Regions from separate parts of the Gossypium hirsutum genome. Here region 1 is linked to region 2. A link is a contact called in public Hi-C data. All regions are on one chromosome and are shown on one strand. The core of a region is the stretch at or near the end of the contact, and the rest is flanking DNA. Distances in the headings are between cores, read along the strand shown. Region 1 overlaps LOC107954750 (indole-3-glycerol phosphate synthase, chloroplastic). Region 2 holds the start of LOC107954735 (RRP15-like protein).

Region 1 (6,273 bases), core at 878-3,377, 640 kb after region 2:
ATATTGCGATAGACATTCATGGCTTGTAATCTTGGGAATAAGAACCAAGAGCGTCTTATTGATAGAATAATTAAAAGGCTATCCAAAAGAAATACCACGAACCCAAGAACACACATCCAAACCAACCGTGTCCCATTGACCTTGATAAAAAAATGCATGAAGACCATCTGGACCCAATGCTTTAAGAGATCCATACTAAACAACACATTCCGAACTTCCTCATCAATAATTTTCAAAGATAAATAATCCCAATTGCTAGAATCAAATTTCAAAAAATAACCATGTAAGGGAAACGGATCACAAGGTGAATCATCCAAAGAGTTGAGAGAAAAGAAAAAATGAACTGCCTCTTCATTGAGAGCCTTATTATCATAGCACCAACTATTGCCAATTGTCAAAGAAAAAATTTTATTAAAATTTACCTTATGAGAGCTTTGTTATGGAAGAACTTCGTGTTACGATCCCCAAATTGAATCCAGTCCAATCTCAACTTTTGCTTCCAAAATAATTCTTCCTCACCAAGAACTTTCTCATATTCAATTCGCATGTTGGTCTCAAGATTTGGAAGAAAGCTAGCCCTTTTGCAATCCAAAGTAACCTGAATCCTTCCCATACGATGAGTGCTTGACCGTTTTCTTTGAATAATGTGACCATAAACCTCATAATTCCATCTTTTAAGATCATTATTGAGAGAAATAAGATTACAGATAAATCCGACCCATTCCCCAATTATCACAGACAAATTGTGAAAAATCCGGATGAGATACCCAAGAAGCTAAAAGGAAAAAAGGCCTAGTGATAAGTGTGACTAGAAGAGTGGATGGATAACAGGATTGGCCCATGATCAGATTTGAGACAAGAGAGATGAAAAGCAGTCGCGTTAGAGAAAGATCAACACCGCTCACTATTCCCAATTGCTCAGTCAAGTTTTTCGAAAATAACCCCTCTTCTCCAAGTAAATTGTAGACCTTTGAAACCAAGATCCTTAAACCATTATTAAGAATAAAATTTCGAAATAACTTACAACCAAAAAAAATATGTCTACCCTCTCTCTTTTCATCCAAAGAAAGTAGGGAATTGAAATCCCCCATCAAAACCCAAGGCTCATTGACGGAACGGGCAACAAGATCCAACCAATCCCACAAGACCTTATGTTTCTGTTTATCCAGAAAACCATAAACAAACGTCACCAGAATATTTTGAACCCTATTTCTTACCCAATCGACATTGAACAAACTGAGGGTCATTTTGGAGAATCTGGACTTGGACACTATTCTTCCAAAAATCCACAAACCCTCAGCAAAACCTCGAGCTTTAATCCTATGGGAATAATCCAAACCAATCTTTGAAATGATTCCTTCGGCCTTCGGACCACTAACTCTTGTTTCAAGAAAAGCAACAATATCAACCTCAAACTCCACAAAATACTCTCTAACAATTCGAACAAACTTAGGAGACGCACACTCTTGACAATTTCAAACATAAATACTTGGTAACATCCAATAATAGTTATAAAAAAACAAGCTAACAGACCCACCTTAAACATCCAAGGTAGCCACCTCACTGGGATCCGTCGAAACCCCCTATACATAATTTAAGTCCATGATTAAACTTTCAGACCTTATTCTTTCAACCACCTTTGACATCGCTTCAGCTACCGATTCACGAGTAATAGCCCTGACCTTAAATTTGTTTCCTTTACCCCGAAAGATATGGGAACCTTTCCTTAAGCGTTTGGTATCTCTACTTTTCAACGCAGCCGAAACAATAGTACGTTCATCTTGTGTCTATGAAGAAACAATAGGAAGCCTATTACCGATGGAACAATCGGGGTTTCTATTTTCAACAAAGTTAATGACCGAATGACAATCCAAGTTCAAAGTCGTTACTCCTGTTTTTTCCACAAAGTCATGGGATTCTCCTTGCTTAGACAAAACAGTATCTCTGCTGGGAATTTCCTTAGTCGGCAAAAAAGAAAATTCTGTGGGGTTATTAATTGTCGATTGGATAGTGAGCTGCTGAATTTTGACTCAGACATTTTAAAATTTAAAGCCCTATGACCCCATTTAAAACAACGGGCCCAGAATCCACCTTAGTAGATCTAACACCCACTCTCGTTTGTGTGTCTAGAGGTCCAGCTATAAAACTAGGCTCAGCCAAGCCCAAATCCGTTTTCCTTTTCAAAACCCTGGTCATTTATACCCTCTTAAAAAATTAGGCCTGAAACAGAAGAGCAGCCCAGTGGTGTTTATGCGTTGACCCGTCTTCACTTAAAGGGTTGGTAGTTTTAATTAAAGATAAAAGTTTTCGACATTGAAAGAAATTTAAACGGATTCTTTTATATCGATGATAAATATAAACTATATAACTATCTAAAAACCCTTTAGTGTTGAAAAGTTACCCATCCTTTAAGAATTTATGTAGCTGCCAAACTTGTCACAGTACCCGTTGCTAAAATACGATTGCATGACAACTTTATCATCACAGCTTAAGACGTTATTTACTGCTAATTTACCTATAGCCATAAGTTCTTGCTGCTAAAATGATGGCACTTGTCAGTGTAAGTACTAGAGTAATGAAATATTTACCGTTGCAAAAACCTGTTACAATGATAGAATCCTAGTCATTATAGATTTATAGCAAGAAAATTATCCGTTGTAATATCCTTTATAGTGGCGAATATTTAATCCATTAATAAGTAAGTCCCTAGCGTCTGAAAACTTATAGTTCTTGGCAGTGACAGAAACCTAATCATCGCTAAAATTTATGGTAGTTGTTATCGATCAGTACGTACCATTTCGATATTAAATTGGTACCAAGTAGTTTATATCCCATTTCAATCAAAATTTCAATGGGTTTCGACGATTGCGATGTATTTCAACCCGTTTCAGTTAATATCGACTTTGTATCGGTACATACCGGCCCATACCAATTGGTACAAAAATTTGACATTTTAAACTAATTTTAAAATTTATCTTAACCATTTTAATTTCTCCATAATTACATTTAAAATTAAAAGTTATTAAATTGAATTATTCAACTTAATTAACAATTTTAAAACTTACATTTATATATAAATATATTTATACGGATATAATTAAGATATATTTGCATGCATATATAATATATAATTTATTTTTTATCAAAAAACATATTATTTATGAAGAAACTAAAACTAAAACTATAAATATATATGTGAAACTTTTAAATGTATATATAATATATCAAGAAACTAAAAATTATACTAGAAAAATGTATATATGAAAAAATATTTAAAAACGTCAATAAACTTAAAACGGTATATTGAAACATGCCGATATTAATATAAATACGTACCAATACCAAGACAAAAAAGGTATGCCCACCAATAAAATACTAACTACCTTGCTAAAAATGGTGAACTCTCATTACTAAATACTTTTTATAGTGACATGATAACTAAACCTGTAAAAACTCTATTGCTCCTAAAACGTTCCTAACAATGATGAGAATGTTACCTCAAACCAAAATTGTCATGGTTTATTGTTAATGCATTATTGAGTGACGAGGTAACTATAGAAACATGAAAATGTTACTTAGGATGACAAGAATTCATATTGAGAAATATTTAAACCACTGTAACAAAATAACTGTAGCAACATAAAAATTCATCTGTCAGCTATAAATATTAGCTTTATTGACGTAACTTTAACCCGTTTCTAGAAAAAAATATTCTTAAACGAATGCTAAAGTTAATAGGCATAAACGTATCTATAGTGACAGAAAATTATACATCAACTAAGGTACTTGACAAAAACAATATACATCATATGAATTAATAATATATTAAACCATTTGGTTAAGAAAGAGGATTTGAAGTTTCTAGAATTCAGACTCTCCACTAGCGTCTTTAGTTATGACTAATTTAGCAAACATAAAAATAATAGAGTAGAAATAATAATAGGGAAGGATACGGAAAAGTAAATGATTAAAAAACACAAGAACAGAAATGCACATCCGCAATTTATTCTATTAGTATTATAATTTATATAATCAAGGTACAAAGATTATGTAAAGATGCTCCACTTGGAAATATGGATTCAACATGCTGAAAGATTCTGATCGATTAACTGCACTGTAGTAATTGTAAATGAAGTCTCGGAAGCACACATCCAGAGTCCACTTTTCCCTGTGTGAACTCATAACGAAATGTCTTTACCAAAAAGTCCACTTATTCCTTTTCCAGGGTCGCTTTGCTTCACTATCGACTCCCCAACCAAAACCTGCCAGATTGCATTTCATGGATTTCAATAACAATTTAACTTCAAATCTCTCACCTAATTTGCAGCACATAGGTCACAGACTTGATCATTTTATTGAATTCAAGGGAAAAAAAAAACCTTTCTTTAAATATAACTTAAACCATTGCCACTTGGCACTGGTCAATATTTTTCTGTATGTAAATACTTTCACTTCTATAACATAGCTATATGCAGCAGAAGGGAAAAAAGATTAATATCAAACAAAGAATGCAACATGCTAAAGAACTTGCATAACTTACTGCTTTAACACCCGCTTCTTGGACATAAGCAACATCATCAGGAGTAAAAAGCCCCGATTCTCCAACAACCTGATGGTTAAAATTAACAAGATTATTTGAACAGTTAATGACATGTTTGCATGGACATGCACTAACTTTATCTTTCAATACATAGATAAATGAATGTTCTGAAGCCTCCCTTACAATTATATCTTTCTTGCGAATCATCTGGCCACGCTCTCCTTCAAGAAGCTTCTTTGTGTTACTGATATCTACCTCAAATGTTTCTGGGAAAAAAAGGGATGAATTTTTAATGCCTCACAAATTGTGATTGCGGTCGATATGGCAGAGATGTTAGTTTCTGATAGACTCTGGTTTGTTACTGTTGTTATGGGATCAACAGATGCTTCAATTGTTAACAATATTGTAATTGATACACTTTGAGCTATTTCAGAAGTTGATTTACATGAAAATTGTTGAATCCTAATACTTAAAGCATTAAAATGTTATATACACAAAATGCAGAAACGTAGGGAGAAAACCAAAACCTGAAAGGCTAAAGGCAATCAAGAATTTAAACACATTAAATTTAAACCTTCTTGAAAGATATAAAGATTTTAAACACATTAAATTTAACATGTCAAAAAGTTAACCTTATGCTTCGTACAATAACACAGGTTATATCATCTTAGTATTGTTATAAAGTAAAAATCATTCAGGGGTTAATGAAATCACATCCTACAACCACATTTAGGTCATGTTATCATAGCCTTGTTTTTGAATTATCCAAAGGCAGGTCAAGTTTAAAATTTTTCAAAGATGTTAGCAAGAACTTCTCTATTGGAATTTACTTTTTCACCTTCTAGATTTGGTGGGTGCAAGGGTTAAAACCCTGCAACTCTTTTCACTCTATCACACGTTTATTTTAACAATTGGAAATAATATCCATGTAAATATTCTAAGTGATGTGATCATATGCATATGTATATAGAGTTCTGAACTAATCTTTAAATTATTTTGAATTCATTTTCCCCCTTCTGCTCTGGCTAGCATTGTCCCCAGAAAACCAGTTTTCAAAATACCAATTTTGAACGCCTGTGATTCGGATCCGATCCACACTTTTATACCTTCTCAAACAAGTCATACAAGTTGGCAACATCAAAGAAACAAGTTTAAACTATGATCAGAATGAGGCAACTCAATTAGCAATTGCAAAAACTTGAAAAACCTTACCAAGGTTACGATTATTGATACCAATAAGTTCAATCCCCTCTATACCAAGAACGCGGTCCATTTCCCTCTCATCATGCACCTAAAGGAAAACAATAAAAAAAAAGAGCATATATTGGAAAGAAAAAATTGTATATGAATAGTTAATAAAACCAAATGTTAGAATCTGGTTATGATGCCATAAGTTCAAATCATAGCATCATACAACTTGTAAAAGCATAACAAGCATTTCCAATTGAAGGGAAAAGAACGGCCTCAAAATGCTCGATAACTATGAAAATTAGCTCCCAAAAGAAATAAGTTTCATGAATCCAAAAATAACCTGAACAATTCAAAACTGATGAAACCATAATAATAACAAAGAAAGCTCTGTCTAACCTCTACAAGAGCTGCCAAACCAAGCATCTTGCAGATTTTAATCATGTATCTGATGTCAAGATCGGGCAAAACAGCAGCAATTAGAAGTATAGCATCTGCTCCTTTAATTCGAGCATAATATATCTGCCATGCATCTATCACAAATT
Region 2 (6,706 bases), core at 2,429-4,928:
TGTAATTTTGTTCTTCTTGCTTCCTATTCATAAATGCATAGCTTAGATCCTTTGAATGTACAGTATAGGATTTAACTGTTTTGCACTTAGGATGAAATCTTGTTACCTGTACAAAGTAGAAAAAAAGCAAAAATTCGTTACATTCTTTTGTTCCCCCTAACTGAATGCGAACAGAGATTATTTTTATATTTTATATATGTATGTTTTAAAATATTCACTTTACAATGTTACCAATGCTGCTGCAATTTGACGGGGAGAATATGGGTTAGTTTAATATTGAATCTGAAAAATTTTTCGAGTTAACGAGTCTTATTTTAATATTCTAACTTGATTTAAATATTTATTGAATAAAGTTAAATTAAAAAAATTAAACATGTCAAAATATTATCTTGTTACAATATAACTAGTTTCTTAAAAAAAAGTATACTTTAGCACGATAAACTTAAATTTATAATTTACTTGTTTAAGTCTTCAAAATTATTGTCTTTAAATTTTTTTTTAATTTTTAAACATTTTTTATATATTTTTTAGATTATTTTTAAGTTTAAAAATTATATATAATTTTGGAACTTTAATAGATATTTTGCATTTTTGAGAAACACTTTATTGAAAAGCTAATTTGCTCATTTTCAAAATTAGTAGAGAGACCAAAAAATATTTATATCAATCTATTATTTGAGTTATTCAGATTATTCAAATAATTCAAATTGTAAAATTCAACCAAACTCAAAACTTAGAAAATTAAATTACATATTCAAATGGACTCAAATAATTCAATTTAATTAATTCAAATTAAATTTTGCTCACCCTCGGCAGAGATGTTATAGCTCTTGCCTCCTTCGATTCTACCAAGGATTTCATCAGATTCTACCAATGCCATGTAGCATTAATTATGAATTTTTCTATGTACTTCCGTGTTAAGTTAATATATATATAGCATTGAAATATGGCAACGCCTGCTGGGATTTCGAATATTTGATGAGCTTTCAGCTGAGTGCTATCTACAGATATACACATCAAAGCGAAAAGGGGAGATGGTTTGAAATTTGAAGTTCAAAGGTAGTCTTAAATCTCATACAGCGGACAGGCCTGACTTGCAGACAAAATCATAGGAATGGAGAATGGAGTATCCAAACACATCATCAGCCAAAATAGAACCATTTGCCTCTGATTTTAACTCATTTATAATGTTAGATGATAAATAGACCATTATATCTATGACCGAACTATAAGAGATAACCTTTAAGCTTCTTAAATTCGGATGAAATTAATCATCATCTGACCCACTATCTTCAGACATCCTTCCAGCATCATCAGCTATGCCTGCTTCCTGTGAATCACACACAACTTTGTCAGTCTCTCTGCTTATGGTTAAATACACATGTGCATCTAATGTCTGTTTCTGTGAAAGAACGAGGGGGACATGACTAGTCAACATTCAAGAGAATTGAATATTCTTACAGCTGTTTTATCCCAGTTCTTCAACTTAGGATTTGTTAGCATGTAATTATCACGCAATGGTGCCCAAGCAGGTTCTTCCTCGTTCCTAGGATCAGAAGATGTATTACCCTGCATGTCATAAAACTCGTAATAAACATTTTGAGCAAAAGTTAGCTCAGACAAGATAATAAACATATTTTTTTATGCAGTTACCTTAGACAAGATAATAAACATACACTAAGTTTTAGTAGATCACCAACAATCTCCAAAAGTGCTTGCCAAAAAGAGAGGAGGATAAATGGAATGGTATAGGAGAATGCAATAAAACCTGTAAAATAGTTAAGAGGTAACCAACCTTACTGGAAGAGTCGCGTGATGTCTTGCCTAGTTCTGAAAAGAAGGCTTCCTTCCTTCGCCTCCTTATCACTAGCAGGGTGCACAAAATACAAAATCAGATGGCGGCAACGGGAGGAGGATTTACATTAAATATGTAGAGAAAATGTTTGGTCAAAAATTCATTCACGAGGAATCTCTATAAGTAATAGAGATGACAATAATGAAAACGACCTAGATAAAATTTCAGTCTCATGAGTATTGGGTTTCAAAAGCATAACATATTTGAAAATTTGAATCAATCATGACAAGGTCCATTCATCTTTGTAACTTTATGCCATGCATAGCACTGGAAAGGCAAATATAAGAGAAAGATGTGTGTTTACTCTTCACTCTAGAACTAATGATTATGCTATTGGCTTCAAAGCTGAAAGCACAGAGTATTCACCATTTGATGAGAAAAAAAGTGGAAATACTGTGCATACATAGATACATATACATATGTACAACGGGCTTGCAGCCCTAGTGAGGAAAATCACTGCGTACATACGAATGAGATGATCATATTGTTATAACCTTGCAAATTTCCAGTGATGTATTAAACTTATATAGCCATAGAGATTATCAGCATACCTTTTGCATCTTTAGACCTTGAAGGGTCCAGTCCTTTCTGAGCCTTTTGTGCTTTGTTCACCTACATGATATATGAAAGAACAAAGTTCACACCCAACTTGGTCGTAATAAAAATCAACCTAATATCTATCAAGACAAAATCAAATCCTAATATGTTTATGGTAAAAAAGAAATTGGGTAAGGCTTCCCTAAAACAACTTACAGCATTGAATAACTTCACCACTGAAATCCCAACAAAACATAAACAACAAAACTTAATTAGTATGAGAAAGAAATTGCAATGAACTAAACATCATATATACATTTGAAGAAAAATATATATTACCTCCTTTTGTAGCAATACCAATGAGAAACTTTTCATGTGAATCCAAGTAATTAGCAGGCTTGAAATGCCCCTTCTCTGCAACCTGTAACATTAATAACACATGAATAAAATGGCATAAACAGCAAAAGTCATGGTAAAAACCTTAAGTATAATTATTATAGGAAAAATACCAAATGTTTTTCTTTTTTAGCCTCTCCCTTAACTTTCCTTTCAGCTTCCTCCTCAGCTAACTTCTTTGCCACAAGCTGCTTATGCCCTGATAATACTGGACCCTATGAGAAAATTTCAGAAAAAAATCAGTCTTTGGGGGGAGGAAAACAATTTTTTTATTTATTTATAGTAAAATGAGAAACACCCAAGTAGATAAACTAGCTTTACCAATGAATCATCAGCAACATTCCTCTTTATAATGTTCTTAAATGCCAACCTGAAAGCTCTAACACCGTCAGTAAACTTCATAACCCCAGGTTGAATTTCAACTTCTTCTGAACCATCATTTTCTTCAGAAGAATTATCACCGCCGCGGCCGATCCGGGTATCACCGAGGGCTTCCTCCCCCTCCTCACGCTCCTCCTCGTCATCGTCGGAATTATATTGACGGGCACGTTTTTCAAACAGATTCCTCATTTTCTTACTTAATCTAAGCTTTTTCCCTTTGCCCTCTAACATCTTAAGCTTCTTATTCTTAGGCTTCTTACCTTTCTTTTTACCCATATTTCTTTTCCTTTTCCCAACTGCAGTGCTGCCTTCCTCCATCACCATCTTCTTCCTTTCCACACAAAATACCCAAACAAAAGGAAGAGAGATTTGCAATCAAAACCCTTACTAAACCCTAGTTAGACAGAGAACAAAAGCGGAGAAGACGAGGTTTTTTTCAATGTGCTCTTGTATGGGTTCTTTTCTCTCCTTTGGTTTAGGGGTCTATTAACCATTTTTCATGGTTTCTGCTTTTCTTTGCTTTGGGTTTATTCACCATTTTATGGGCCTTTTTCATTTGCAGCTATTTTATGGGCTTTTCCTTAACCTCATTTTTTTTGTAAGCTTTTTAATTTTAGAATTAAAGAATTACTATATATTCTTTTTATTTTCAAAATTATTTTATTTTTATAATATATTTCAAATAAGACATGGTATCTTGCTAATTTCGTTTAGGCATAATGACTTATTTCGCCATTCAACTTTATAAAAAAAGTCATTTTAGCATTCATTTAATTTTTCGTCTCTTTTAGTTTTTAAACTTGCATTGTTTGTCAAATCTCTTTAAAATGAATAGAAAAATTAACATTTGTTAACTTTACTAACGTGATATACACGGATGCCACATCAACAACTAATCATTTATTTTTATTTGAAAAAAATTAAAAATTATTAAATAATATAAAACTTATTTTTTTTATAGTAAAAAATTTAATTAATTGCTAACATAGCATATACATGGACTGCTACATGGATGCCATGACAATAAAGTTAATGAATATTAACTCTTCCATCCATTTTGAGGTGATTTGATAAACAATACAAATTCAAAAACTAAAAAGGGTGAAAAATAAAATAAGAGTTAAAGATAATTGTTTTTTTGTAAAGATAGAGAACCAAATAAATTATCATGTCTTTCATTTTTGACTCGAGACTAAGGTTTTCTATATGGGGATAGTTATGAAAGTGTTAATCATTTAAATTCTAGCGAAATTGTTGAGGTATTTATTTTTATTTTTTTAAAATTTAAAATTACATTCGATAAATAAAAAATTTGTTTTTAATAATGAAAACATGAGAAATAAAACATTTTTTTACATTTATATTAATTCGAATCAGGATACCAAATTTAATATTTGAAAAGTTGTTAAAAAGAATATTTTTGTATTTATATAGGTTTGATCCGTTCTTTTAAAGTTAAAAACCCTTAAGCTTAATATATCATTTGGTATTTGAATTTGAAACTTTTTTTAATGTAGTATTTATGTTATTTTTTGGTCCAATTTTGTACTTGTATTTGACAAAGTTATATATTTTGGCACTCAAAGGTGGTGGTGCTAGTTTTTTATTCTTTGATTCGACTTTTAAGGTTGAAAGTTAATTGTTAATATTATTAGGTTTGAATTCTTCGTGATTTTGTTAATAGAATAAATTTAGCATTGATTGTGGATTTTTTCAGTTTTACGTTTAATTTATCAAAAATAATCTGACGAATGTGATTTAATTCAGGTTTTAGAATTGATTTGATAAAAGTTAATTATTAATAGTATTAGCTAATTATGAATTTTCATTAACTCGACTCTAAAACCTAGATTAAACACTAAAAAGTTAACAGAGTCATTTTTTAGTATCAAAATATATAATTTTTGTCAAATACAAGTACGAGATTGAATCAAAAATAAATCCAGATATCAAATTATGTATTAGCCAAATCCCTTACTTTCATAATTTTGCTTTTATAAAAACATTTTTAGAAAACAAAAATGAAAATGAAAATAGTCTCTGGAGGCTTAGATTGTTAATTCAATTTTATGTTAATTCGTGTTCATATGATTTTTAGTTGTATTGACTTATAAAATAATCGAATTTAAAATATATTGAATTATGACACATATGAAATATATAATTTAATGAATAATAATTTTTAACAAATAAAAAAAATTTAAAATAATTTTTTAAAAATATTATGTGACTAATTAAAAGGCTGAAATACTTTTATTATATATACTAATAATTTAAAAATGATTTTAAAGTTATATTTAGTGAATTTAATTCAAACTCAGTAAAAAAATTATATAAGTCTAATTAAAAACTAAAATTATGATACGCTCATTATACAAATAAAGAAATATATAAAAATAAATTTCAAGTTGTGACCTACTAGTTGACTATTCATCTATCTAAAGAATAACCTAAGTTCAAATCATTGTTGTATGAAAAATAAATATAAAAATTTAATTAGACTTTGGTTCAAATGATAAAATTAATATTTTGGAGGCCTTATTTTAGATTCAACTCCCACTTTCTGAATTTATTCTTTTACCCATAATCTTTCTCCACTTTTAAATTGGAGGAAAAAATGCGACAAATAAATAATATTTGTTATTTTAAAAAAACTATATTCAATTAATTCATGCACTTAATCAATAATTTAATAATAATACAAACATAGATATGACTAAATACCAAATAAATATATTTTTGAATCTTGTCAGATCAATAAATATAATCTAATTTTTTTTAACCATTGAAATGAAATTTAATAAACTCTTGAGAATGAGGCTTTGGTACTATTGGAAAAGGGTTAAATATAAAATTAGTACGCAAACTTGTCCACTTCTCTCAGATTAGTATTTATGATTTTTTTGTCCCAAATTGGTACCCAAATTTTTTCTTCTTCTTCTTTTTCTTCTTCACTCAACCCAAGTTTCTTCTTCTTGTTTGGCAGTGACAGAATTACTCCACACTAGACGAGGACCTTTTTCTTTGGAATGTTGTAATAAAGTTGTATTCCCATGGACGTGAGGTGCGAAAAGCTTTTATCATTCTTTGTTTGATGCTTGAGAATGGGATTCCTTTTGATAAATTCTCACTATCTTTGGTGCTTAGAGCCTGCTCTCGATTGGGTTCATGGTTTGCCGAGAAAGTTGAATTTTGGGTTTGATTTTTTTTTTTTGCAAAATTGTTTGATTTCTTATTATTTATGTTGTTGGTTTATTGGATATGCACATCAATTATTTGATAGAATGTCTATGAGGGATTCTGTTTCATATAATTCAATGATTGATGGGTATATTAAAAGGGAGATGATTGATTTAACAAGGGAGTTGTTTGACGTTATGCCACTAGAGGATAAGAATTTGATAACTTGGAATTCTTAGTGGTTACACGCAATTGAAAGATGGGATGAGTTTGGCTTTGGGACTCTTTGAGAAAATGCTTAATAGAGATTTGATTTCTTGGAATTCAATAATTAGTAGGTTTGTAAAGTCTGGGAAC

Evidence for each region. Hi-C and Micro-C count contacts between places; a contact is called where the count stands out from the background.
Region 1: a contact with region 2 is called in a Hi-C map of leaf, with 2.4 times the contacts expected there. The contact joins the enhancer-like site here to the promoter of LOC107954735 in region 2. A contact is called at or near these places in 2 of 34 Hi-C or Micro-C datasets (both in leaf).

Annotation. Positions count from the first base shown.
Region 1 is chrD07:35,026,989-35,033,261 of Gossypium_hirsutum_v2.1, forward strand. It overlaps LOC107954750 (indole-3-glycerol phosphate synthase, chloroplastic), which reads right to left. Exons shown (of 10, transcript XM_016890406.2): 6 at 6,128-6,273; 7 at 5,753-5,831; 8 at 4,724-4,806; 9 at 4,541-4,609; 10 at 3,982-4,262. The coding sequence ends at 4,179. Among protein-coding and RNA genes, the nearest start is that of LOC107954750, 5.0 kb to the right of the region's middle. Within about 2 kb of position 2,128, at least 6 of the 9 cell types and tissues checked have an H3K27ac peak or open chromatin away from gene starts, as enhancers often do. A contact at or near this core is called in leaf, where this site is marked.
Region 2 is chrD07:34,384,748-34,391,453 of Gossypium_hirsutum_v2.1, forward strand. LOC107954735 (RRP15-like protein) reads right to left here and starts at 3,679. Exons shown (of 8, transcript XM_016890385.2): 1 at 3,110-3,679; 2 at 2,902-3,003; 3 at 2,732-2,813; 4 at 2,609-2,628; 5 at 2,407-2,467; 6 at 1,796-1,866; 7 at 1,462-1,569; 8 at 1,019-1,330. The coding sequence starts at 3,493. The coding sequence ends at 1,268. It overlaps LOC107954736 (zinc finger protein CONSTANS-LIKE 9), which reads left to right. Exons shown (of 6, transcript XM_016890386.2): 6 at 1-188.